2 separate regions of the Pan troglodytes genome follow, and region 1 is linked to region 2. The links are chromatin contacts, called in public HiChIP or PLAC-seq maps. All regions are on one chromosome and are shown on one strand. Each heading gives the region's core, a stretch centred on a gene start, on an enhancer-like site or on the middle of the called end of the contact. The rest is flanking DNA. Distances are from core to core; before and after follow the strand shown. Region 1 holds the start of RAP1A (RAP1A, member of RAS oncogene family). Region 2 holds the start of DDX20 (DEAD-box helicase 20).

Evidence for each region. HiChIP or PLAC-seq counts read pairs in DNA pulled down with a chosen protein or histone mark.
Region 1: an H3K4me3 HiChIP or PLAC-seq map of stem cell-derived excitatory neurons shows a contact between it and region 2, with 2.3 times the contacts expected there. The contact joins the promoter of RAP1A here to the promoter of DDX20 in region 2. A contact is called at or near these places in 1 of 7 Hi-C or Micro-C datasets (stem cell-derived neural progenitor cells) and 1 of 1 datasets of contacts at active chromatin or transcription factors (stem cell-derived excitatory neurons).

Annotation. Positions count from the first base shown.
Region 1 is chr1:119,564,118-119,571,332 of NHGRI_mPanTro3-v2.0_pri, reverse strand. It overlaps RAP1A (RAP1A, member of RAS oncogene family), which reads left to right and starts at 4,740. Exons shown (of 8, transcript XM_054685654.2): 1 at 4,740-4,907. It also overlaps the pseudogene LOC104002465.
Region 2 is chr1:119,425,036-119,432,700 of NHGRI_mPanTro3-v2.0_pri, reverse strand. DDX20 (DEAD-box helicase 20) reads left to right here and starts at 2,897. Exons shown (of 11, transcript XM_016925673.4): 1 at 2,897-3,542; 2 at 3,963-4,057; 3 at 6,714-6,882; 4 at 7,472-7,586. The coding sequence starts at 3,242. INKA2 (inka box actin regulator 2) reads right to left here and starts at 3,121. Exons shown (of 2, transcript XM_054685651.2): 1 at 3,018-3,121. The coding sequence starts at 3,029.

The DNA.
Region 1 (7,215 bases), core at 3,491-5,990, 140 kb before region 2:
GATAGAGGGAATGGAAGGCATTTGTTGCAGGCAGAGAGGTAACTTAATAAGTTGACTCCTTTGTAAAAAGTTAGTAGGAGTTACAGCAAGTAGTTTGATATACGTGTAAGGGTATAGTGAAAGGTAAGGCTAGAAAAGTGGGATGGAGATACACAATTGGGCAAGTGCCAGATTGAGCAGTTTGTACTGAATTTGATGGGGAACTACTGATAGTTTTTAAAATAGGGTGGAGTCATGATCTGGACAATGCTTCAGGAAGATGGTTTTGGCAAGAACACAAGACGGACTGAAGGGAAGGCAACCAAGCAGGAGACCAAACAGGAGATCACAGCAAAAGTCTCGACCTAGGTTAACCAATACCTGACCTAGGGTCGTGGCAATAGAGCTAGAGAGGTGGGGGCAGCTGGAAGGGCCATTGTGTAGAAAGTATAGTATTTATACCTGTGCAGTCCAATATAGCAGCTCCTAATTAAGGCTCTTTAAATGCAACTTTAATTAAAATTAAATAGGATTTAAAATTCAGGCCAGGCGTGGTGGCTCACGCCTGTAATCCCAGCACTTTGGGAGGCTGAGGCAGGCAGATCATGAGGTCAGGAGATTGAGACCATCCTGGCCAACATGGTGAAAATAAAAAAATTAGCTGGCCGTGGTGGCCTGCGCCTGTAGTCCCAGCTACTCGGGAGGCTGAGGCAGGAGAATCGCTTGAACCTGGGAGGTGGAGGTTGCAGTGAGCCAAGACCGTGCCACTGCACTCCAGCCTGGTGACAGAGCGAGACTCTGTCTCAAAAAAAAAAAAAAAAAAAAATTTTAGTTCCTCAGTTGCATTAGCTGCATTTAAAGTGCTCAATAGCCATATGTAACTCCTGTATTGGACTATGCAGATAAAGAACATTTCCATCACAGTGCAATGTTTATTGAACAGTGCAGCTCACTATGCTTTAGGGACTAATTAGGCACAGAATGAGGAAGATGGATTAAAGGAGGCTTCGGTTTGGCAGCTGAGTGACTGAGAAAGGTAGTGCCATGAACAGAAAAGAGGAAGTCAGGAAGAGGAGGAGCTGGATTTAGGAAGAAAGGTGTTTAGTTTCTGTCAAATACTAGGCCAGATAAAGTGTCTACACAAATCATCAGATATCCCTGGTGAAAGGAAAGGGCAGGGAAAGCAAAGTGCCCATTGGGTTCTCCCAAAGCTTGTAAAGGAGCCCTGGGAGGATTTAATTGGTTTATCTCCTCCTGCACTCAGTTTCTCCTGTTTGTGCAGCTCCCTGAAGATTATGAGTGGGCAATCCAGTTCCTCAACCTCTCCAAACCAATGGTTCACATATACCGTGATGAGGACAGAAGCCCAAGGGCTTTGCTGTTTCCTTAGCTCCTTGGAGCCAGCTTGAACCTTTTTCTCACAGATGTTTTGTGCTTCCTGTCCCCTAACCGCCTTACTCACCCTTCCCCATGCTCAACTTTTGGAAAGTCCCCTTGGCCTCACTTGTTTGATTACTTCCTCTCAAACTACTTCTCACAGGGACCACAGCAAACCATTGACTCTACCACTTTTTACTTGCCCTGTCTTCCCTCCCAGCTTAAATTCCAAGGTCTATCACTATAATCACTCCCTTACATAATACTCCTACCCCTCTCATAGGCTTTCCCCAGCAAAACTCAGACCTGGTCAAATACAATTCTCCTCCAACCCCCAAGCAATGGAGTGTGGCTGGAGGAGAATCACACGGCCTTGCTGAGTGGTCTCACTTTAATGTATGATCATCAACTCAAGAGGGCCCTCAGCACTGTCCATGCTAAGCTTCTCTAGTCACTTTTCCACTCTTCAAGGAGATTATTTCTCACCTTCTTCTATCTCCTTTAATAGCCAACAGCTTTTCATTGCATAGAGAACAGATCTTACCTCATCAATCCCAGTGAGGCAGCCAGTACATATGGCACTCAGTGGAAACTGGGAAAAGGTCCATACGTGTGTGTGTGGGTATGCATGTGTGTGTATGCACATGTGTGTGTGTTTGCGCATGTGTGTGTGTTATATGCAGGATGCTAACATGCACCACCTCTCCTGGTGGAGCAATCAGAAAAGTACCCCTTCCTCCAGGCTGATGTGACCCCACCAGGGCACGTGGCTTTGTGGGCAAAACAAGGGCTACATTTCAGCTCTTACCTGCCGCCTCTGCTCTGCAGGGGCCTGAGCGTGCCACAACCAAATGTACTGTCTAATCTATCTGCTTCTGCACCCAGACACTCTACCTTCTCTCCAGAAACAGTGTGTGAATGCATTCCCTTACTCCTATCCTAGGCCAACCCTTTCACTTCTGTGCTAGATCCAATTGCTTCTCACCTATTTGAGGACACTCTTTCTCCAGTTGTCTCCTCTTGCCTTCTGTGTCATCAATTTTACCTCTCTTACAGAGTCTCGCTCTGTTGCCCAGGCTGGAGTGCAGTGGCGCGATCTCGGCTCACTGCAAGTTCCGCCTTCCAGGTTCATGCCATTCTCCTGCCTCAGCCTCCCGAGTAGCTGGGACTACAGGCGCCTGCCACCCCGCCTGGCTAATTTTTTTTGTATTTTTAGTAGAGATGGGGTTTCACCGTGTTAGCCAGGATGGTCTCGATCTCCTGACCTCGTGATCCACCCGCCTTGGCCTCCCAAAGTGCTGGGATTACAGGTGTGAGCCACCACGCCTGGCCCAATTTTACCTCTCTAAAGAATCATTCCAGCTGGGTGCAGTGGCTCACACCTGTAATCCCAACACTTTGGGAGGCCAAGGCGGGTGGATCACCTGAGGTTGGGAATTCGAGACCAGCCTGGCCAACGTGGAGAAACCCCGTCTCTAATAAAAACACAAAATTAGCCGGGTGTGGTGGCACATGACTGTAATCCCAGCTGCTTTGGAGGCTGAGACAGGAGAATCGCTCGAACCAGGGAGTTGGAGGTTGCAGTGAGCGGAGATCACACCACTGCACTCCAGCCTAGCAACAGAGCAAGACTCCGCCTCAAAAAACAAAAAAAAATCATTCCAGCATACTAAAATGAGAAAAAGCATTTCTCATCTTAAAATATCCTCCCTTGATCTCAAGTACCTCTCTGGCTACTGCCCTTTTCTCCTTCAAAGCAAAGCCTCTCAAGAGCTGTTTAGAACACTTTCTCTTCCTCACCTCCCATCCTATTAACATACCCTAATCAGACTTTCTCCCCTATGACTCCACTGAAACTGTTTTCATCAAGGTCATCAGCAACTTCATCAGGCCACATCCAGTGTTCAAATTCTCAGTCCTTATCTTACTAATTTCAGCAGTATCTGATAAGACTCTTCACTCTCTCCCTCCTGAAACAATTATCTTGTTTTCCAACGCTTCACCTTCTCTTGGTGTTTCTCCTGCCCTGACTGGTAGCGCCTCCTTTTCTACTTAACCTTCAAGTGTTGGAGTGCCTCTTGGTCCTTTCCTTCAGCTATCTCCCCTCCCCATGTGATCCTAACTAGACTTAAGACTTAAAAAGTATCTATTTGCTAATGAATCCCAAATTTATCTCTCTAGACTCATATATCAATTGTTTATTCAATATCTCCATTTGGATGTATAACAGACACCTTAAACATAACATGTGTAAGAAAAGACTCTTGATTTCCCCATCCCCAAATCTGCTCCTCCATTTCATTAAGTGGCACTGCCATTAACTCAGTCATCAGGCCCGAACCTAAGAATCAACTCTTGATTTCTTTTTGTTCTTTCACACACTATGCCCCAAATCCAAATCCATTCCAATCAAAATGTATCTAAATAAAATAAAATAAAATAGCCTTCTTCTCATCCTGTCCGTGGCTGCCAGGCTAGTTAGTCCAAGCTACCTTACTGGTATCCCAAGGACATCTGTGCTTCCCCATTGTGTATTTTACACACATCAGCAAGACTAATTTTTAACAACAATGAATCAGATGCGGTCATTCCTCGGCTCACCCTTCTCTCATGGTTTCCCGTTCCTGTTATAATGGCCCACAGGCTTCACTGGATCTGGCCACTGGCCCGCCTCTCCGAGCCTAGCTGGTACTGCCCTCGGGCTGGCTGACGCTGCTCAGCCATGCCGGCCTTTCACTGTTTCTGCAACATGGCAGGCGTATCCCCTCCTCTGGGTTTATGGCTGATTTTCTCTCAGCTTGGAAAGGCTATTCCTCCTCCAGGCCCGCGTGTTTGCAAGACTTATTCCTTCATCCCGTATGTATGCGCTCAAAGGTCTTCTTTGAGAGGCAGTATCTCACCAGGTGTAAAGTCACCCTATCCTCTGCTTTATTTTTCTCCACACCACTTATCACTACCTGCAATTTTTGTCACTTGTTTGTTGTCTGTCTCCCCTCTCTCACTCCACCAGCATGCAAGCTGCAAGAGGGTCTTTGCCTGTCTATGACTTTAAACCTCTGCGCTTAGTTAGAACAGCGCCTGGAACCTAACAGGTGCTCAATTAGGGCTTGTCGAATGATTGCGTTCCCTCCAAATTCTCTTCTTGAATCTTTGGACCCTTCCTCATCTTTTTTCCGGTCTTACCCACCTCCCATCCCGCCCTACGCAAAGCTAAAACTCCCCGCCCCTTCCCGGTAGTTCCAGGCTTTCCCGACTCCAGTGTGCGCGGCTCCTTTAAGCGGACTCCGGAACGCCGTGGGGAAGGCGGGGCCGAAGCCCAGCCAACGCCAACTTGGAGGGGCGGGGCAGAACCAGGGGGCGGGGCCTGCGTGGTGCGTGCGTGCGCGTTCTGGAGGAGGCGCCGCCGCCGCTCCCGAGGCCGCTGCCGCCGCCGCTGCCGCTGCCGTCGCCGCGCAGAGCCGGAGCAGGAGCCACGGCCGAGAGGAGGGAGGAGGAGGAGGAGGAGGAGGTGGAGGAGGTGGAGGAGGTGGAGGAGGCGCCGGACCGGGGGGGTGAGTAAGGGGCGGGGAGCTCCAGACGGCCCCAGAGGGAGCGGGGGGCGCGGGTCGGCCGAGCCGAGGGTGAGGCGGCTCATGTCGCCGGTCAGTCGCCTGGCTCCCCCTTCCTCCTCCGCGTTCCATCGGTGTCGGGGCGGCGGCCCGGGGGCCTGGCCGGCGGGAGGGGCCGGAGATCTGGGAGGCCCGGCCGCCGCCAGGGCCAGAGCCAACCACGCCCGCGGACCGACCCGGTCGACTGTAGGCCTGGCGGGAGACCGTCGGGAGGGGCCCCGGCCGGCTGTGGGAGAGAAAGAGGACATTGTGTCCCCCACCCTTCAGCTCCCCGAGGTGTCATAGCACAAGCCCATTTCCCTCGCCGTCTCCCCAGACACGGTGCCCTCGTACCTCACTGCCTGAGAGAAGTAGAAGGTTGGACATCGCTGCCTTCCTCCTCTTGCATGTCCCCTGTCTAGGGTCAGAGCTTCCTTCAAACCCAGCTCTCCCTTTTGGGCCCGCGGGGGCGGTGGGGAGGGACACACGGGGAACGGGGTTGGAGGGTTGGGTGAATTCTCTGTCCTCTGCTGTAGAAGTGCGGGTAGACTGGAGCATTGCTGTCTCCGGGCTCACTTCTGTCAGGGTTCAGGGTCTCCCTTTCCTTCCTTTATTCCCCCAGTTAATAGGGCTGACATCTACATCCCACTCCACCTTCCAGCCCCTTTCCCGCCTTCTTTACCCTCATGTCTTCCGTAGCTTACCATGTGTTCGCCTTTTCAGTGTTACTTTTCATGGGTCTCTGCTTCTTCCCTGAATTTTGTTAGGGAAGAGGTCACGGTGTGATTCTTGTTATCCTTCAAACTAGCGGCTTGGTAAGAGTATCTCTTGCCCCCTTAATCAGGAAGTTAAGGACGGTGTCTTCAGCCGAGTTGTGTAATTTACTGCTACGGGGAGAAGATGAGAGGAAGACATTTGTGCCTACAAAATGGGATCTCCTCTTAGGGCTGAGAACCAGAGTTTAGGGAACCTTTGACCTCTTGGAAAAAGAACTGCCATTGAGGAGTAATGCATTCTGTTTTGGGAGGGAAAATCATTTTGTTACTTCTTTGAAGGGAGGAGGTATAAGAAATGAAATAGAATAATAGAGCAGAAGGTCAATGAGCCACAGCCCTACAGGTAGCCAGCCACTCTTCTTAGGTGGCGGATGATGTTTTTGTTTTGATTACAGTAAGAATAAAGTATCAGCTCTTAGATTTAACTTGGGGCTCCTACCTTCAAAAGCATGAAGGGCCGTCTCAGAAGAGATGCTGCTGGAAACAGGATTTGGAAACTTTCTTTGGGTTTCCTGTCAGAATGTGTGGGGGTGGACATGCCTATGTGTAGTTTTTCTTTCCTTGTGATGTAATTTATTTCTGTGATACTTTGACATAATAAGCATTAAATTAGGCCCCAGACTTTCTGTCTTTATTATGCTTTCCTATAACATTGTTGTTTTGAAATCATATAGTTCGATATTCTTTTGTAGCGTGATATTTCAGTGAATCCTGTCTAGTTTTCTTGGTATTTTAAATTATGGCCTACTTCAGATACGATTAGCTGTTAGGTATTGAGGATCATACGTGTTAAGTATTTGTTGAATGAATTGAATGATTACAAAGATGAGTCTAGTTATTAAATCTTCTGTCCTTTTGAGAGGTACCCTATATTAGGATATTGCAGTCCATTTCCAGTTTGTAAGATAGTAATTCTTAACCTTTTCTAGGCCACTGACACCTTTGAGAATATGATGAAATATATAAACTCTCTCCCCAGAATAAAGTTAATAGGCATTTATTCACAAAATTTTGCATTAGTTTTAGGGACCCTCTGAGGCCAACCATGAACTTATGTCTTAGAAGTGAACTGGATGGAATCCCTCAGTGTTACACAGTTCCATATTAAAACAGCTCAAAAGCCTTTGTTCACTTTTTGTATGGCCTCAAGAAGGACAGTATCTACACTTAATATACCCCAGAAGACAGGTATATTCATATACGTTGTTCCTGTAGTCCTTCTGAAAATGAATCCCAAGGAAATATTCCAAAAGAAAGAAAATGTTGTATATGCACATGTTCGTTTAATTATTTTAATAGATGGGAAGAAAAGGAAACTACTTGCCCAACAGCAGAAAGATACACAATTTTGCAATCACTGAAAAAGGTTAGAAATGAAGATTATTAATCTCCTAATTGATCTTCCAGCTTCCACTCTTGCCCCTCCACCCCAAGTTGATTTCCACACAGCAGCTACAATGATGCTCACAAACTTCAGAACAAGTCTCTCTTCTATT
Region 2 (7,665 bases), core at 1,648-4,147:
CCCAGGGTGGGCCACCTTACAGTATGCCTTCCTTTATACTGTTTTCTTTTTCTTTTGAGACGGAGTCTCGCTCTGTTGCCCAGGCTAGAGTGCAGTGGTGTGATCTCGGCTCACTGCAAGCTCCGCTTCCCGGGTTCACGCCATTCTCCTGCCTCAGCCTACCGAGTAGCTGGGACTACAGGCGCCCACCACCACGCCCGGCTAACTTTTTGTATTTTTTTTCTAGTAGAGACGGGGTTTCACCATGTTAGCCAGGATGGTCTTGATCTCCTGACCTTGTGATCCGCCCACCTCGGCCTCCCAAAGTGCTGGGATCACAGGCGTGAGCCACCGCGCCTGGCCTGTTTTCTTTTCCTCTGGGTTCAAAAGCCTCCAGTGCAAAATGATTGGATGAGATCATTTGAATCTTAACACCCATTCTAAGTGTCACTCTCACCTTTTCAGTTCATAGGAATCTCTCCCTCCTCTAGCTCCCTGGAAAGGCTCTCCAGGTAGATGGAACAGCAAATACAAAGGTATTGAGGTGTTACAAGTCATGGAGAATTAAGCATCTGGGCTAGTTGGGTCTGGTTGGAGGAGGTAGATGGGCTGCTCTGCCAGAGAAGAGACAGGGATCCCACTGTTATTTATCCCGGGGGAGGCTGGGAGACAGACACAATCAAGCCCATTTCTGTATGTGTTATGCTCCTTACCTAGTTATTAAATGATTTCTTGCTTTTGGGCAAGAGATCTTTATAGCACTAAAAATTATGGTCAACAACACTGTTATAACTTTTGACTAGTGAGAAAAAAAATTTGTGTTATTCACCATGGTTCCCAATAACATTACTGCAATATTTGTGTCTGTAAAACATCAAAAACAACAAATGCAGTAACAGAATGCCTATAAAACTATAAATGTTTTCTGGAAATGTAGTCTTTTTGCTTTTCTTGGGATAATCCTGTGGTTCTTCAGCAGTGATTGGTGTGAGTTCTACAGAACCGCTGCTATGTGCATGGAGACCCAGAAGAGATTTTTGAGCAAGAAGGTGTCAGCCATTCAATGTTTATTGGGTCTACCAGGTGCTTGGTGCTGGCCTGGAGGGCCTAGGATGACAAAATTACTGTCCTTGAGAAGCTCACAGTTTATTTAATGTGAGGCACATACAAGTAACCAAGCAAATACAACATAAGAGCCAGACTAGAATTATTTATAGTGTGATGTGGGACCCTGGGGTGGGGAATAAAAAAGGGTATCAAAAGGAGCAGTATCTGGAGCTGGACCCCAACAGCTTAAGATATCCACTTAAGAAAGATCACTCTAGCACCTGTGGGGTACATGGCTGGGATAGAGAAGAAACTCTGGCCAGAGAAACCATTCAGGAGGTTTTTGCGAGTTAGGATGATAAAGGGATCTAAAATATAGGGCAGATTCTATGGAGACTGAAGAAGAATGGGTGAAATATTTGGAGGCCAAATTACTTGTGCTTGGTAAATTGTTAGAAAGTGGCGAAGGAGTCAAGAATAATTCCCAGGTTTGTGGTCTGGGGATTAGGCAGATAAAAGAGGTGAGGGCAGTAAGAGGAAGGCTGGGACCTTTAGTGCCATCTCCTCCATCAGTCTCCATTCCTTCAAACGGATAGTTGACATTTTCTCAATGTTTTGTAAATTTCCAGGCAAAATAAACCTTCAGGACCACCTTCCAATGGGATTACCATGTCAAAGCCCCTCCTATATCATATGGAATCTAGACCATCACTGTGTGTGTGTCAAGGGGGTAGGGACAATGACCAGCATTATAATCTATGGACAAAGTTGGGCTTGGTTGCAGAATATATTTAAGTTTGGTATTCTTTGTATTTTTAAAAATTTGTTTACTTTTTAAGAATTTGAGACAGGGTTTCTGCATGTTGCCCAGGCTGGCAACTCCTGGCCTCAAGCAATCCTCCCGCCTCAGCCTCCCAAGAAGCTGGAATCACAGGTGCGAGCCACCCCACACAACTAAATTTGGAATTATGAATATGGCTGAGGTCCAGAAATATTTAAATTTGGCATGATGACTAAGAGTTTGTTATAGGAGCTCAATCATTTGATAAATATTGAACATTTCCTATGTGTCAGATTGTTTTTCCCACTAGGGATGCAGAGGAGAACAAGACAGAATAGGTTCTTGTCCTCATAGAGTGTGGGAGACAGGCAGTAGACATATAATTTCAGGTAGGTATAAGTATCATAAAGAAAAAATAAAGCAAAACAAAAGAAGAGAGTGCTGGGAAAGGCCAGGGAGCAGAGAGGATGACAGAGCTGTCTTAGGGTGTTCAAGACCTCTTTGAAAAGGAAGAGCTCTTTGAAAAGCTGATATTTGAGCAGAAGACCACAGCAAGGAAAAGTGGCAGAGACTGCTAGCTGCCTACGCATGAAATGATGGGGGAAGGAGCAATACAGAAGGCATGTAACATTTGAGAGTCTATTAGGCATCCCAAGGGAGGTGCTGCGGAGGCGGATGCATGGAGGCAGATGCATGGAGGCAGATGGATGCACACGTCTAGAGTTTAAAGGGAGATCTGAGGCGGAGATACGAACTTGGGAGCTGTTAGTCCAGTTCCAGGTTCCAATTCAACGTACTTTTATCAGAGCTCACTGTGCGCCAGGGACTTGCTAGGAGATAAATGGGGTTTATCTCACCGGAGATAAATGTGGTTGCACAGCAGACGGACACACCAGCCAATGTGGTAAATAAACCCTTGGGTCCGGCTACGTTCTGCGCGCTCTCTGCCAGCACAGAGGAGCAGCGAGTCAGGGTACGGAGCGGGTAGCGTTGGGGAAGAGGTGGCCGCGAAGCGAGACAGGCCAGCGGAACGGAAAACGGCAGCACGAGACGGGGGCGTGACGCACCGGGCGCATCACAAAGAACGACGAGAGGGCGGTGGCGCCGGGGGCACGGCTGGGCGGCTCCGCCCAGAAGAGGGCCGAGAGGCGGGGCGGTGCCCCCACCGCAGGCCCGCGGCGCCCTCTGCAGGCCACAGGCAGCGACTCACCAGTTGCCTCATCTTTCCTCTCCTCCCTCTTGGGGCTTTCCTCAGGCCACATTTTTTGTGTGTCTGGGCAGTCTCTCAGCCTCCGACTCCCGTCCCTTTCTTCCACTTCCAGGCCGGGCGTGTTAGTGTCTTCGCGGGAAAACTGCCAATAAAGTTTTTCTTCTTCTCGCTCCCAGGATCCCCGCCTCCCCTTAAGCATCGCGAGATCTGACGGCGCGGCTACCATGGCGGCGGCATTTGAAGCCTCGGGAGCCTTAGCGGCAGTGGCGAGTGCTATGCCGGCTGAGCATGTGGCCGTGGAGGTCCCGGCCCCAGAGCCAACACCCGGGCCTGTGAGGATCCTGCGGACCGCTCAGGATCTCAGCAGCCCGCGGACCCGCACGGGGGATGTGCTGTTGGCGGAGCCGGCCGACTTCGAGTCACTGCTGCTTTCGCGGCCGGTGCTGGAGGGGCTGCGGGCGGCCGGCTTCGAGAGGCCCTCGCCGGTGCAGCTCAAGGCCATCCCTCTGGGGCGCTGCGGGCTCGGTGAGAGCGGGGGCCCGGGATAGGTCGGGGGGTGGGGTGGGAGAAGGGGGACCGACGGGCGGCGGCGGCCAGGCCCGCGCCGCAGCTCGGGAAGAGCCCTCGGTCGGCCCCCGGAGCAGGGCCCTGCCGGGGGCTAGGCGCTACGCTCAGTTAACTTATTTGTAAAACTAACGTGCACTATTGAACTTGAGGCTAGTTAAGACCTTTTTTTAAGCACTGACAAATGGTTCTAAGTTTGAGAAGATAAACGGTAAACGTTCAGGGACTAGGCGTGTTCTCATACGTTTTTGAGAATCAACTAAAAATGAAGGTGCCAACTAGGGGAATCTCAGGAGACCCTTCTAGTTCTCTGATTCCATGTTAGCCCCTAAGTTGCTTCAGTGAGTACTGGCTAGTGATAATTGTTTTTTTCCTTCGCAGATTTAATTGTTCAAGCTAAATCTGGCACCGGGAAAACCTGTGTGTTCTCCACCATAGCTTTGGACTCTCTTGTTCTTGAAAACTTAAGTACCCAGGTGAGTTAGCTGAGAGGACCAGAGGAGGATGTGTTTTGTGGACTTCACCACAGGTCAGATGAAATACCAGTAGCTCCTCAGAGCTGGAAGTGAATTTGATGAATGATTGAGTTAAGTGGTGGTGGTGGCGAAATTTGGAATTTTCTATGCGTACCTTATTTAAATAGAATAAAGCTACCATATATGTCAATTTTGTCACTACTTGGTAATACAGACAGGGATTCTTCTTTTACTTACTGACTAGATTAATGTGAGACTTAACATTTGACTTGATTCATGGTAATGTAGTGCTCTGGCTATTGTTGGTAACTGCAGAGTTTGTTTTTTTTTTTTGAGACGGTGTCGCTTTGTCACCTAGGCTGGAGTGCAGTGGCGGATCATTGCTTACTGCAACCTTGAACTTCTGGGCTCCAGTGATCCTCCCACCCATCTTCCTAAGTATTTGGGACTACAGGTGTGTGCCACCACACCTGGCTAGTTCTTGTATTTTTTGTAGAGATGGGGTCTCCAGTGTTGCACAGACCAGCCTTGAACTCCTGGGTTCAAGCAATCCTCCCACCTTTGCCTCCCAAAGTACTGGGATTACAGGCATGAGCCACCACAGCCGGTATGCAGGTGGTTCTTAAAGCTCTGTAAATGTATCATATTGATCTCCCATCTTCCAGGTTGTCTTAGAGTGTTTCTAAGATTGCCTTACCCAAATTAGCAGGAAATTTGAGTTTGGGGATCATTTCTCCAACAAAGATTTGTTGAGTCCGTATTACGTATAAACAGTGTGCCAGGCATTGGGGATTCAAAGATGAATTAGATGTGATTCTCATAGCCTTACTTGGTAGTTTAGTTGTTATGGCAGACTGTATTTCAAGTTCTCAGGCATTGGTATATCTGATGATGAATCTTCAACAGTGGTTTTTAACCCAGATATCCATGTTCATCACCTGGGAAGCTTTTTGAGTCCATCTTATGTCTACCAAATCCTAGGTGATGTTGCACATTGGAAATCCTCCTACTTCCCAAGAACCTGAGTTAGTCTAATTGTAGACTAAGATGTATTTGAGATTTTGGCTTCTGACAATTTGGCAGCAGATAAAATGCTGAAATCCTGGAAAAGTTTCATCAATTCATTTTTTTTTGAGACCGAGTCTCACTCTGTTGCCCAGGCTGGAGTGCAGTGGCACAATCTTGGCTCACTGCAACCTCTGCCTCCCAGGTTCAAGTGATTCTCCTGCCTCAGCCTCCCGAGTAGCTGGGATTACAAGTGTGCACACCACACGCCTGCCTAATTTTTTTGTATTTTTAGTAGAGACGGTGTTTCGCCATGTCGGCCAGGCTGGTCTCAAACTCCTGACCTCAGGTAATCCACCCGCCTCAGCCTCCCAACATGCTGGGATCACAAGTGTGAGCCACCATGCCCGGCAAATTCATATTTTTAATTTCAGGTCTTTGGATTATGAAAATTACATTATTCTCTGTGTGTGTATCAAAGTAATACGTATTCATTTTTAGAAATAGGGAAAATTCAGAAAAATTAGGACGTACCAGAAAACAAAATCTGTAATCTTACTACCTAGAGAGAAACTGCTATTAACAGTTTTGGCATATTTTCTCCTAGTCCTTTTTTTTTTTTTTTAAATCAATTTTTTTTTCTTGTAGCTAAGAGCACAAAGTTTTGTTTTCTCCTCCTCCAGTAGTTACATTGCAAAGTTTTTACCATGACTCTCAAGGTCTTTTGTGATCTAGTCCCTGGAGGTAGATCTCTGCCCTCCTTTACTTTCCCCTGAATTCTGTCATGTGGGCCTTCTTTTTCTTCCTCAAATACACCAAGAACACTGCCATCTTATGGCCTTTCCATTTGCTGTTTCCTCTTGGTGAAAACGCTTCCCCAGGGGTCATATAGCCAGCTCTACTCTATGCCATACATGTAGGTCTCTGCTCAAAGTACCTCCTTTGAGGAGGTTTCATGATCACCTCATTTAAAATGACTCCTTTTTTCCTTGTTCGATTTTTTTATGATACTTTTTATTACCTGTCATTACTTATTTTTGTTTATTGTATATATTCTTATCCAAGAATGAAAGTACCATGAGGGCAAAGACTTTGTACTGTTAACTGTTGATTCCCCGGCAACTAGTATGTTGCCCAGCATAGAGTAGGTTCTTACTTAATATTTGTTGAATGAATGAATGAATGAATGGAATACAGTCAGCCCTCCCTGTCTTCAGGTTTTGTATCAGCTGATTCAGCCAACTGTGGATCAAAATACTCAGGGCAGGATGGAGGAACAATAAAAAATAATACAACAATCAAAAGATATAAACAAAAATACGGTATAACCATTTACATAGCATTTAAATTGTATTAGGTATTATAAATAATCTAGAGATAGTTTAAAATATGTGGGAGGATGTACATAGGTAATATACAGATATATGCAATTTTATATAACAGACTTGAGCATCTGCCAGTTTTGGTATTTGGGGGCTTCCTGGAACCAATCCCCTGTGGATACCAAGGGATAACTGTACCTTACCTTATCAATAAAAACTCATTTGAAATGATCATTTAAATGAAATATAGTATGTCATGTAATGAATATACCAGTCCCCTATGTATTTATTCCTCTGACTCAAAGGTGTAATTTATGGTTTTTTTTTAGATTTTGATCTTGGCCCCTACAAGAGAAATTGCTGTACAGATACATTCTGTTATTACAGCCATTGGAATAAAAATGGAAGGCTTAGAGTGTCATGTCTTTATTGGAGGGACCCCATTATCACAAGACAAAACCAGACTTAAAAAGTGTCATATTGCTGTTGGATCTCCTGGTAAGATAACAATGCCTGTTGGTAACCAGGGCTTTTAAGGAACTACACACTTTTAATATAACAATAAAGATATATGGGAGTCTTTGATAACTGTGATAATTATTTTGAATAGAAATGAAGAGCATTAGACCAGTGAGATTTAGGTACATGACTGGTTTACCAGTGGAATTTATGAAATCTCCATTCCTAAGTATGTTTGAGAAGACATGGGATAGGCTTTTGAGAAGAGGAGAAATGCAGTGACTTTCAGGAGTCCCTTCTAAGCCATGGATTGGGATTGTTCTTTGGCTTCTCTATTATATTTGGTTGCGAATCACTCAGAATCAGCATCTTGCATTCAGTGCTTTAGGTCTTTTGATAGAAATGGTGTTTATTTACTGGTGATGAAACGTGAGGGGAAAACAATGAGTTTAGTCAAGATCAGAGCTCCAGATTTCTAATTTGTGGTTTAGTGTGTACATGCATAATGAGAGTTGAATCAGGAAATTCAGCAGAACAACCCGTAAGTAATAAGTAGAGTAACAATATTGGCAGAGATTTACACAAATTTGGTACATCGTAAATATTTCAATTTTTTTTTTTTAATTAGGCAGAATTAAGCAACTCATAGAACTTGACTACTTGAACCCAGGCAGTATACGCCTCTTTATTCTTGATGAAGCAGATAAGCTTTTAGAAGAAGGCAGCTTCCAGGAGCAAATAAAGTAAGAAAAATAACTAACTTGACTATTAAAACAGTGTTCCGAAGTATCTATCTTTAGCTTTTCCAAGTGGTGATTATTG